Regions from separate parts of the Anser cygnoides genome. Here region 2 is linked to region 1. The links are chromatin contacts, called in public Hi-C maps. All regions are on one chromosome and are shown on one strand. The core of a region is the stretch at or near the end of the contact, and the rest is flanking DNA. Distances in the headings are between cores, read along the strand shown. Region 1 overlaps CCDC60 (coiled-coil domain containing 60). Region 2 holds the start of SUDS3 (SDS3 homolog, SIN3A corepressor complex component).

Region 1 (5,272 bases), core at 2,492-4,991:
ATCAGCGACCACTTTTCCCCAAAGTTGTTAGCCATGATATCAAAATAAACGTTTGCAGATTTTAAAGTTTTGTAGATGCTATTTGTGAGTAATGAGTGACATAGAGCTCTGGAAGCTAAGGACATTTTATGCAACAGACATGTTTTTCCATGTCATTGCTGTTCCAAGCTCCCACTGGTCCTGCCCATCCTCCTTTAAGAACAGTTTCTGCAAATCACCTTGGTCTTATATGCAGGGCATGAGCCATGTTTGCATCTGGCTGCCCAGAGATTACACCTTACTCCCCTCTGAGGATTCTAAGTCATGAGAAAGCTTTCAGACTTTGAGTGGCTTTATCTACATGGGAACTGTTCAAAAGAGGAATCAACTCAGGTGGCACGACAGCGTGCTAAGTTGGAAGTCCAGGAACCCCCCTGTGGCTGCTGCAGGAGGCCGGTGTGTCCCAAACCGCTGCCCTGTTTGCCCTGTATGCACTGATCCTAGATGATTCTCTTATCTCTTCTGAGTGTACCTCTGTAGTAGTGCAATTAGTATTGGAAAATTTAAGTAACGTAGAGAATGTATACTATTTTTTAAATATACATATATATATCACCAGATTGAGCCATTCCAGAAATAAGTGCTAGGTGGACACACAGCTGGCTCCCATAATTAGGAGCCTAGCAGCTAGTAATTTGACTCAAAGTACAAGAAAGGGCTTGGTAAAATTTCCTCCTTAACATTTTTACTCATTTACAGGTGCGTGAACTGAATTCTAATAAACCTTATGAACATAAGCTATCAGGTTTTCCTAAGACATCATTAAAATCAACCATGTAAAACTGATAATTCTGGACTTTGTATGTACAGTTCATGAGGTGAAGCTGGGCTTGCTTGTGCATCCCCAATTCCTTCTACAGGCCAGCTTCAGGATAATCAGTTGCTCACTCAATAGTTTTTGTGTCCTCATACCTACTGCAAAAAAACCTTATTTCTTAAGATCAAGGAAGTTCTGATATCTAGCTTGTTTGAAACAACATGCTTCAGAAAACACAGCCAGCTCTCTCCTTCTTTCCTTCTGATGTACTGGGCCAGCTGTTGTTTGAGCAAATTGTGCTATAAAGCTTGTCATATTGTACTATAATGTGTTTTGCTCTGTTGTTGGAGTTTAAAATGAATTTAGATCTTATGAAAAATGCTCAATTAAGTCTATACAGAATGAAATTTGCTATTTATTGACAAAACCGGTAGGAGTGTTGCATGTTTGCTCCCACTGCTTCTCAGAGAATGTATTTCAGGAGGAATAGATGCAGTAATGGTACTGCTTTTGGCCCCAAATCTTTGTTCTCTAAATTGGCTACAGCAACTTCAAAGACTCTGAAGTGAGTTTCTTTTACCTCAGGCTGTATAACGTATCTCAGTGTATGTCTGTAAGGCATTGTCACTTGAATTTTTTCCATGGTAGGTCTGACAGTGATATAGGAAGTAGCTCGTGCTGAAGATTTTTCTGGGCCAGTGATGGTACTTTAATAGAAGTCAGGTCTGTTTCACTGAAAAAGCCAATCAACTTTTTAGGTATGTCTGCCTTGAATCAGGCCTATTCAAAAAACATGACACATATTCCCGGGGGGGGAAAAGTGCTGTAATATTGAATTAAGAATTATTCTGAAATTCTTGCTAGCACAACTGTGGCCTTTGAGAAGAAAAGGCCCAATCTTCATGCACTTTATTTGCTGGATTGTTCCTTCATCACTGCCCTGCCTCTTCTGTCCAATGTGTAAGGATTACACATTAAATTGGCATTGGCAAAGTGGAATGGCGTATTACCCCCTGAGTGAAGGACTTACTCTTTATATGGTTTTAAGGTATAAGCTGGGCAGGAGGGGAAGAAGAAATCAGTTACTGCTAGGGAAATGGTACATCTCAAAAGGACAGCTCGCCGTTTAAAAATAGGTGAGGTATCTCCATCATCTGAAGCTGCCTTTTACCTTTTTGTTTGTTTGTAGAGCCTCTGTTTTTATTCATTCTAATTGCACTTCTGTGAAACATTCTTTTAAGCCTTTCAGTCAGCACAGGGCAGTGTGAAGATTGTTGCACAGTGGTTTACTTTGTCTCAGTCTCTCGAGCCAGTTTAGCATTTTGCAATCTTTTGCCATTGCCAGTTAAAGTAACTCCTGACTAGAAGGCTTGTGAAGGGGGGAAAAAAAAGGTCATGTCAAAATACAATTTCTTTTACTTTATAAACTCATAGAGTAACTACGCTATCCTGCTCACGTATGAATGCCAAAACTTTTAAAGGAACTGCTTGAAACTGAAGATCTTAAGGTCCATGAGGAGTGGTGGAGGGCACAGAGAAAAGGGAAGAGGGCGAGGTACTAACAGTACACCTGGAATTCACTTTAATTTGATGTTCAGCATCCACATGATCAACAGTTGTGGCATATTAAATTAAAACCTGGTTGAGAAGAAAGGAGATATTCAGAAATTTGCATCCTTTAGTTTTCTTCAGTGATAGTCAGACATGCTGAAAGATTCAGTCAGACTACGGAGTTAGACTTCCAGCTCAAGTCAAGAGGTGAGCTTTTGAGCTTCAGAGACCTGCTTTCAATTCCATGCCCTTTGTGTGTATATCCTATGTGACCAGGGACAAGTCACTTAACTGGTTGTACCTTCATCCTTCATACAGGAAAATACAACACACTGACAAGAATATTGCAATCATTAATATCTTAGGTGGTAAACTGCTGTAGTAATGGGGACCCTGCAGGTATTACAGGTAAACAGGTTCTGGAGTCTTCCCTGCTCCTGGATGCCAGTGTAGCCCTTGTGGTCCCTCCATCTCTGCCTTGCTTGTAGACAGCCCATCGTGCTGAAAGCCAGCTGTGTTTGGCTACGTGTCTGTGACCTCCAGGTGTGACTGTTGCTACTCGTCTGTGGGAACAAAGCCAAAGGAGATGTAGGATCTTGATCTGTTTATTAATACAAGAGTAAGAGCTATGCCTTAAACTGCAACAGCAAATAATTCCTACATTGCTGTTTGGTAAATAAAAGAAAGCATGGGAGAAACTCTGGAAGTTCAGAAGGAAACAGGTGGTGCTTTTTGCTTTGCTAATCCTGAAGTGGTGACTGGACAGTTTGAAATTCAAGTGAAGAGTTAACAGTCTTCACAGCTGAGAACAGTGTGCGTTGGCCAGGATCAATTATTAACTTTTGTATGCACTGCTTGTTTATTGAACCAATATCCCTGACCCTCTTTCTTTTTTCCTGTAAGAGAAAAGTTCTTTGATTGTTCTTAACATGACTGAGTTTTGTAGTAACTTTCAGTTTTTGTTTTGTCCTCTACCAGGTGGCAGTCATCATGCTTTTTATTCTGTGGCTTTTATTGATTTGGTCAAAAGTAATTAAAGAGATAATTCGTTCTCAATTACATTTCCCTGAATTTCCTGAGGCTGGTAACTCTGCTTTCCAGCTGTGTGTTCCCCCAACTCATTCTCAAATTAACTTTGTTTTCACTATGAAATAAAACAGAATAGCATGTTCTTTATTTTGTTTGTTGCTTTTGGATTGAATAGTGACTCTGTGCTGTAGAAGATATTGATCTGTTAATTTTATTATGTACTCCTGCCTTGGTTCATGAACTTTCATGTTTTTAGCATAGCTTTCTAATAAGAAAGCATGTGTTAGACTAGCAGAACTAAGAAACTAATTTTTTAGAGATGTTAATAAGGATTTCTGTTTTTTGAGTGTGCTTTGCTACTAAGTGGATCTCTGCAGCACTTCTGTAAGTTATTTTAAACTACTAAATGCAAGAAGGAAATGAGCACTATTGTGGTACATGGGGGTTTTATTTTCCCAGTTGAATACTGTTTACATTAATTTCTAATAGAATGGACTTTTTGGCAATCCAAAAGCTTTTTAGGACATTTGGTTTTCCGTAAGAAGATCTGGGGACAACATTTATAATTCTAACTTGAATAGAGGGAAATATCTAGAAAACATTAGCTAAGGCTGAGTATTATTTTGATTGACAGTACGCCACCAAAAATATAAATAAAAGGCTTTGGGAGAGCTGCATAAACCTAAATTGCTGACATGTTGCCCAGAGACTAGGTAAATGACAGAAATACGAGGCAGAAAGAGATGTTGTATAGAAGCGTCTTTTTTTTTTTAATATGTTTACTTGCATTGACTTGTAAGGACACAATTCAAAACCTTTAGATCATGGAGTTTTGAGATCATCCTATAATGAAATGGTTTTACATAGACTGTAAAGATGGCAGGTCAAATAATGTAAGGGGTAACCATAAGGGGTTAAAAGTAACTGGAGGGTAAATGCAATGGCAACAATGGCATTACAGTTGAGATTAATTTGATCCAATTATTTTACATAATTTATCCCTTATCAGAATTAAGTAAATATTCTTTGGAGAAAATAAAATGAAAAGAGGATTTCCCAGAGAAATTCACTGAGGATAAGCTGAGGCAAAGTGACGGAATAAACAATAATAAGCTATAAGGCAGGGGGTTGGAACTAGATGGTCCTTAGGGGTCCCTTTCAACCCAAAAGATCCTGTGGTTCTGTTTTGGTATGAAAGCAATGGTCTTTCTGTACATATGCTTTCCACTGCTATAATACCTGAATACTTCATAAAAGTTAATGAATAAGAAATGTTGTTTTCCCCATTTTTGGATATGGGGAACAGAGGCCTAGTGAGCTGAGGTGCTTGTACCAAAATTCATTGTAGTTTGTTTTTTTTTTTAAAAAAAAAAAAAACAACACATGGGGGGATAGGGGAGGGAAAAGCTCTTACTGGCTGACATAAGGTGTTAAATGTTTTATTTAGGATGTCAGAGAAAGTTTCTGATAGAGGTGAAATTGAGTCTACTTATTCTAAATTTCATTCTTACACCTTTACTGGTAAACTTTCTCTCGCTTCTCAGCTGCCTCCTTCCATTTTCCTGATATGTCTTTATTGACGGTAATGTGTTCGTTAGAGCACAGAAGGAGAGATGACGGGATTGGAGCTCCCTCCCTCATTAATACCACTATGGTGAAACAGAGGGATGAGCACCCCCCTCCTTGGATAGCGGGATCATTTCTGACCGGAGACTAAGGAATGGAAGCTGCTGCAATAGCACTTAACAAGTGCTCCCCTTGGCAGCAGAGATTCTCAACTGCAGAGTGCCTTGAATTATTGATATGATACAGCACAACCTTAACAAATCAGGTGTCTTGTGTTTGAGGCTGAGATATATTTGCATCTGCGGATTTAGTTGTGGCATAGCTTAAGCT
Region 2 (4,922 bases), core at 2,148-4,647, 140 kb before region 1:
GGCTGCGCGGCCTGGCGGCTCGGGGCGGGGGGGTACGGGGAGGAGGTGGAGCCGGGGCAGCGATGAGGAGGGGTCGGGGCTCGATTGGGGCGGGCTGCGGTGGGCTGGCGGGGGTCGGTGAGGGACTGGGCGGGCTGGTGGGGCCGGGGTCTGTCCTAGCGCTACGAAAGGCCGACCCCCGGTCAGAGAGTCACAGAGTTATTAAAGTTGGAAAAGGCTTTTGGGTTCATCTGGTCCAACCACCCCTCTACCACCGATGTCACCTGCTAAAGCGTGTCCCCAAGCACCACGTCCCACCTTTCCCTGAACACCTCCAGGGACGGTGACTCCGCCACCTCCCTGGGCAACCCGTCCCAACGCCTGACTGCTCTTTCTGAGAAGAAATGTCTCCCCATTTCCAACCTCAACCTCCCCTGGCACAACTTGAGGCCGTTCCCTCCAGTCCTAACTGGTTACCTGTCAGAAGAGGCCGACCCCCAGCTCCCCACCCCTTCCTTTCAGGCAGTTGCAGAGAGCAATGAGGTCTCCCCTGAGCCTCCTCTTCTCCAGACCAAACACCCCCGGTGCCCTCAGCCGCCCCTCACAGGACTTGTGCTCCAGGCCCTTCACCAGCTTTGTACCAACAGCCTTGGCTTGAAACACCCGGCTTTCAAGTTTCTGCACCTTTAGTTTCATGACCTCTCACAGCCCTATAAGGCCTCAACCCCCCGTAATGGAGCACAAGTCCTGTGAGGAGCAGCTGAGGGAAAAGGAATTGTTTAGACTGCAGAAAAGGAGGTTTGGGAGACTTCATTGCTCTCTACAACTACCTGAAAGGAAGCTGTGGGGAACTGGGGGTCGGCCTCCTCTCACAGGTAACTAGTGGCCTCAAGAATGGCCTCAAGTTGCGCCAGGGGAGGTTCAGGTTGGAAATGAGGAGACATTTCTTCTCAGAAAGAGCAGTCAGGCATTGGGATGGGTTGCCCGGGGAGGTGGTGGAGTCACTGTCCCTGGGGGCATTCAAGGAAAGGTTGGACGTGGTGCTTAGGGACATGGTTTGGTGGGTGACATTTGTAGTAGGCGGATGGCTGGACCAGATGATCTTGGAGGGCTTTTCCAACCTTAATGATTCCATGTCCTGTTCCTCACAGGCCAGGGCACTACATTACAGGTTTTGTAGCTGCACTCATCTAACTCACCCAAGAAATGGGTTGCCATGCCCTCTGTTTACAGCTCTGTGACTTTTTTCTCCATTTCTTACAAACGGAAAGAAAAACACACTGAGCGCGACTTCTGCGTCAGCTCCTCTATGAATAGCTGATGCTGACAAAGCAGGATGCAGAAATCTGCCTTCAAACTGAGTGAATGTATGTGAAACAATAAGTGAGTTGTGATGAGGAAAACAGCTTTGATGGAAACGTGAGCCAAGAACAACAGCTTGACAAAGAAGCTTAAACTTTCCCTGATAGCTCTTTGGGGCGTAGACAGTTAAGTTTCTGTGTTTGTAAGGGAAACAGGGCATTCCTTAAAGCTGAACCTCCTCCCTTGGGTTCCCACTAAATGCCTGAGAGATGACAGTATAGGGTGTCTCCAGAAGGCTAATATTAAACATGAGGAATTGGTACGGAGGGAGCAAGCAGCAAGATTCCAGTTTTGACCACAGAATAAGCTAAAAAAATTTTGCATCAGCAACTCTGTCCAGTTTCTTACTCATTCACCGTACACAGCTCCTTCTGTTCAAAGGATTCTTGTGTGTCCTCGCATTAGTAAATGCACCTGCCCTTTGTGTGGTGTGTGAAAGGCAGTCTTCTCTTAAAGGATAGATCCGCTTCAGACAAACAGAAAGTGCTGAGGCAGTGTAACGCGGGATGAATTAACCTTGGAAGGGCGGCCTTGGCTCAGCCACACTTGCAACGTATTTACTCATCCGCTGTCCGCAGCAGCGTGAGCAAAGCTTGCTGGGGAGCTGATGGGTGAACTGTGTGGACATGTGGAAGAGAGAAAGGAAATTGGGGAAGTGTTGGTTAGTCCTAAGAAAGGTTTTTAGCCGGTCTGATCTGTCTGCAACTGTGTGATGTTGGGAAAGCGATTTGAGCAGCCCAAGCACAGAACCAGCCATGCAGCCCCTAGGATGTGGCAGCAGCTGCCGCACCCGTTCCTGTTCGCCCTGTGGCCACACACAGTCCCAGCTACTGCTACGTCCATCAAGGAGACTGTGGGAGCTTTGCTCTTGCTCTTGACACTGCTGGAAGCCCCTGGCAGCAGGGGGATGGAGAGCGGCTTGATGTTCTGCATCAGGTGCCCTCAAATGGGACACAGATCCGGGAGCTGCTCTCACTGGTGTTGACTTTTAGCCGGGTCTCAGCCTCATCTCTTGTAAAAGGCAATATTTACTTATGTAAAAAGGTATAACGCATGCTTTGCATGGGTGTTCCAAGTTAAAAATTGTCAGTCGGTGCAAACAGCTCTTCGGGATGAGATACAGAAAAGCAAAGTGCACGTGCTGTGTTCCTGCCCTTCGTCTCAGAACAAACAGTATGACCTGGTGCCCCTCTTGGCAGCCAGTGGCCTGGTTTAGCTGGTTCTAAAAAGCACTGCAGCATTTGGGAGTGCAGGCCTTTAGATAAAACGTATTCTGTTGTATTTCCTTTTCCCTGGTTAGGTGTTTGTAGTGTCTCAGTGAGTCAACACGCCGTGCGTTTGAGGAACTGTTCCTCAAAACGTTCCTCACAACTGTTCAGGTAAGCGTTTAGTACAGATCTGCTAGAGGCAGTGAGAGTAACCGGTCCGTGCTTTCCAGGTGGCATGCAGTTTCAGGAAGGAGCCAAATGGCACATTTTCCCTGAAATGCCAATGCGGGGCTTTTTCCAACTGGCTGTGGCCATGTATTTGATGCGGTTCCTGCATACGAGTCTCACTTCTTGGTCCTTAAATTTAAAACCAATGTCCAGTCAGGAGAATAACATCTCTGACCAATGCAAGGTATTCATGGTGGGTTTAGATGTTAGTTTTATGAAAGCCGGCGTGGAGGAGCTGCTTCACCTGGGTGCGTGTGTGCTTGCAGTGCCGTGCTGGCCTTTGGACGAGGGCATGGAGAACAAGGAAACTGTTTGTCCACGGAAAAAACAGAGTGGGAAAGCCGTGCAGGTCCTTGGGCAGGCCCTCTCCAGCACGACAGGGGATCTCTGTGGCAAAACCCAACCACACGGCTCCGGGGAGGCCAAACCCCCGCGGCGGGCGGCTGCCGCCGTGCCATGGATTCGAACCCGCGACCTCGCCCACCGAGCCCCGCCCGTCAGCCCGCCCTGCCGCGCAGGCCCCCTCCCTTAGGTGCCCGCCGCATTCGCCTGCACCGCGGCGCTGGACGCTCAGGCAGCAGCGCGGGCAGGCCGGGAGGAAGCGGAAGTGGCGGCGGGGTCCTGGCGCGGTTGCCGAGCAGCCCGGCAGAGGCGGCAGGGCGGGCGGAGGCGCGGGTGCGGTTCCCGCTGCGTCCCGGCGCCATGAGCGCGGCCGGGCTGGTGTCCGCCACGCCGCCGGTGTCCGCCACCCCGCCCGGGGCTCCGGCCCCCGCCATGCCCCCCGGGCCCGAGTACTACGAGGAGGAGGAGCTGGAGAGCGCCGAGGAGGAGGACGGCGAGCGGAGCGCTCGGGCCCGCGACTCGGACGAAGGTTGTGGGCGGCCCGGCCGGGCCGGGGCTGTGGTGGGCAGCGGGGGGCCAGGGAGGGGGGAAGGGGCGAGAGGGTTGGGGGGAAGAAGGGCTCTGAAACTGCAGGAAAATGCTGTGGAAATGAGGGGTCGGTGAGTGCGTGAAGTTTCCCGTGGGAAACGTGAGGGGAACTGGGGCTGCTGTGCGGGTGTGAGGAGGCAGAGAAGGGGAGCGCCGGGAGGGGGGTTGGGGGGTTTGGGGTCACGGCTGGGGCAGGGGGAATGCGCTGGAGCCTGGTGGGGGGATTGCTGAGAGCTTGTGGGGTGCGGGGGCTCGGGGGAGGGTGGAAATGAGGGAGGAGAGTGTGGGGAATGAAGGCAGGGGGTGCTAGGAGGGGTTAGGGGGTTTGTGGGGGGATTGGGAAAGCAATGCAGAAGGGAAGCCAAAGTGAAACCCAGAGCGTCCTGGGGTCCAGGGTGCATAAAGTAACAAGTAGGGGAGGTGAAAAACAGCCCTGTGATGGTCCCAGGTGCTCTGTCAGCAAAACTCCTCCATCAGATCTGTGTCTTTGTGAATGAGGAGCTGGAGCTAAGCCTGGAGAGCCTCAGAAAAAAAAAAAAAAGCTGAAGGTGTTTCTCTGTAGCTTAAATCAAATCTTTCTTGTTTCTTTTTTTTTTTTTCTCCCTTTTAGAGACTGACAGCCCTGCCCATACCTAGGGAATATCACTGCAGTTTAGGCTATGCAGCTGTACACTTTCTATCACAACCCCAGCCCAGAAAAACTGACTTCTCCTTAGAGAGGAAGGGGTATTTCTTATTCATTCTTGGCTACCCGAGTCTTACAGCTAATAAATGTGTGAAGAAGTAGCCAACAACTAGCAGTTCTGCACTGGTTTATTTTGTAGTTTATATTATCTCTCTGTAAGGTCAGGGCTGTCTTTAGTGGTGCTGGTGTTTGCTGTGTATGAATGCCAGAATACTTCTGTGCAATGCGTAGCTGAGAAGTCAACTTCAGATCATAGCAAGTAGCTTATCTTTAGTGAGGCCTTTGTAGTAAACCATAACAGCATCTCGTCGTAGTATCGTCTGTTTGGAGTGTTTCAGGTTGAGGTGCAGAGGCATTGTGAATCAGTTAGAGCTGTTTCAGTCATAGCCTTCCACAGAGGAGATTATTTCCTGGGTGAAACAATAGGAAGGAGGCTGGGAAACGTTCTTTGGGGTCCTAGGGTTGTGTTACCGTCTCACTTTAGTATTTGTAAGCAGTAATGTTGAATCTTAAATTAGGAAGAAATTACT

Evidence for each region. A called contact is a pair of places that touch in the nucleus more often than the background predicts.
Region 2: a Hi-C map of liver shows a contact between it and region 1, with 14 times the contacts expected there. The contact joins the promoter of SUDS3 here to the enhancer-like site in region 1. A contact is called at or near these places in 2 of 7 Hi-C or Micro-C datasets (both in liver).

What each region holds. Positions count from the first base shown.
Region 1 is chr17:11,933,035-11,938,306 of Taihu_goose_T2T_genome, reverse strand. The region is part of intron 2 of CCDC60 (coiled-coil domain containing 60); the gene reads left to right. Among named protein-coding and RNA genes, the nearest start is that of CCDC60, 15 kb to the left of the region's middle. Within about 2 kb of position 3,741, at least 2 of the 3 cell types and tissues checked have open chromatin away from gene starts, as enhancers often do. A contact at or near this core is called in liver, where this site is marked.
Region 2 is chr17:12,070,345-12,075,266 of Taihu_goose_T2T_genome, reverse strand. It overlaps SUDS3 (SDS3 homolog, SIN3A corepressor complex component), which reads left to right and starts at 3,397. Exons shown (of 12, transcript XM_048063926.2): 1 at 3,397-3,648. The coding sequence starts at 3,480. TAOK3 (TAO kinase 3) reads right to left here and starts at 12. Exons shown (of 21, transcript XM_066978909.1): 1 at 1-12.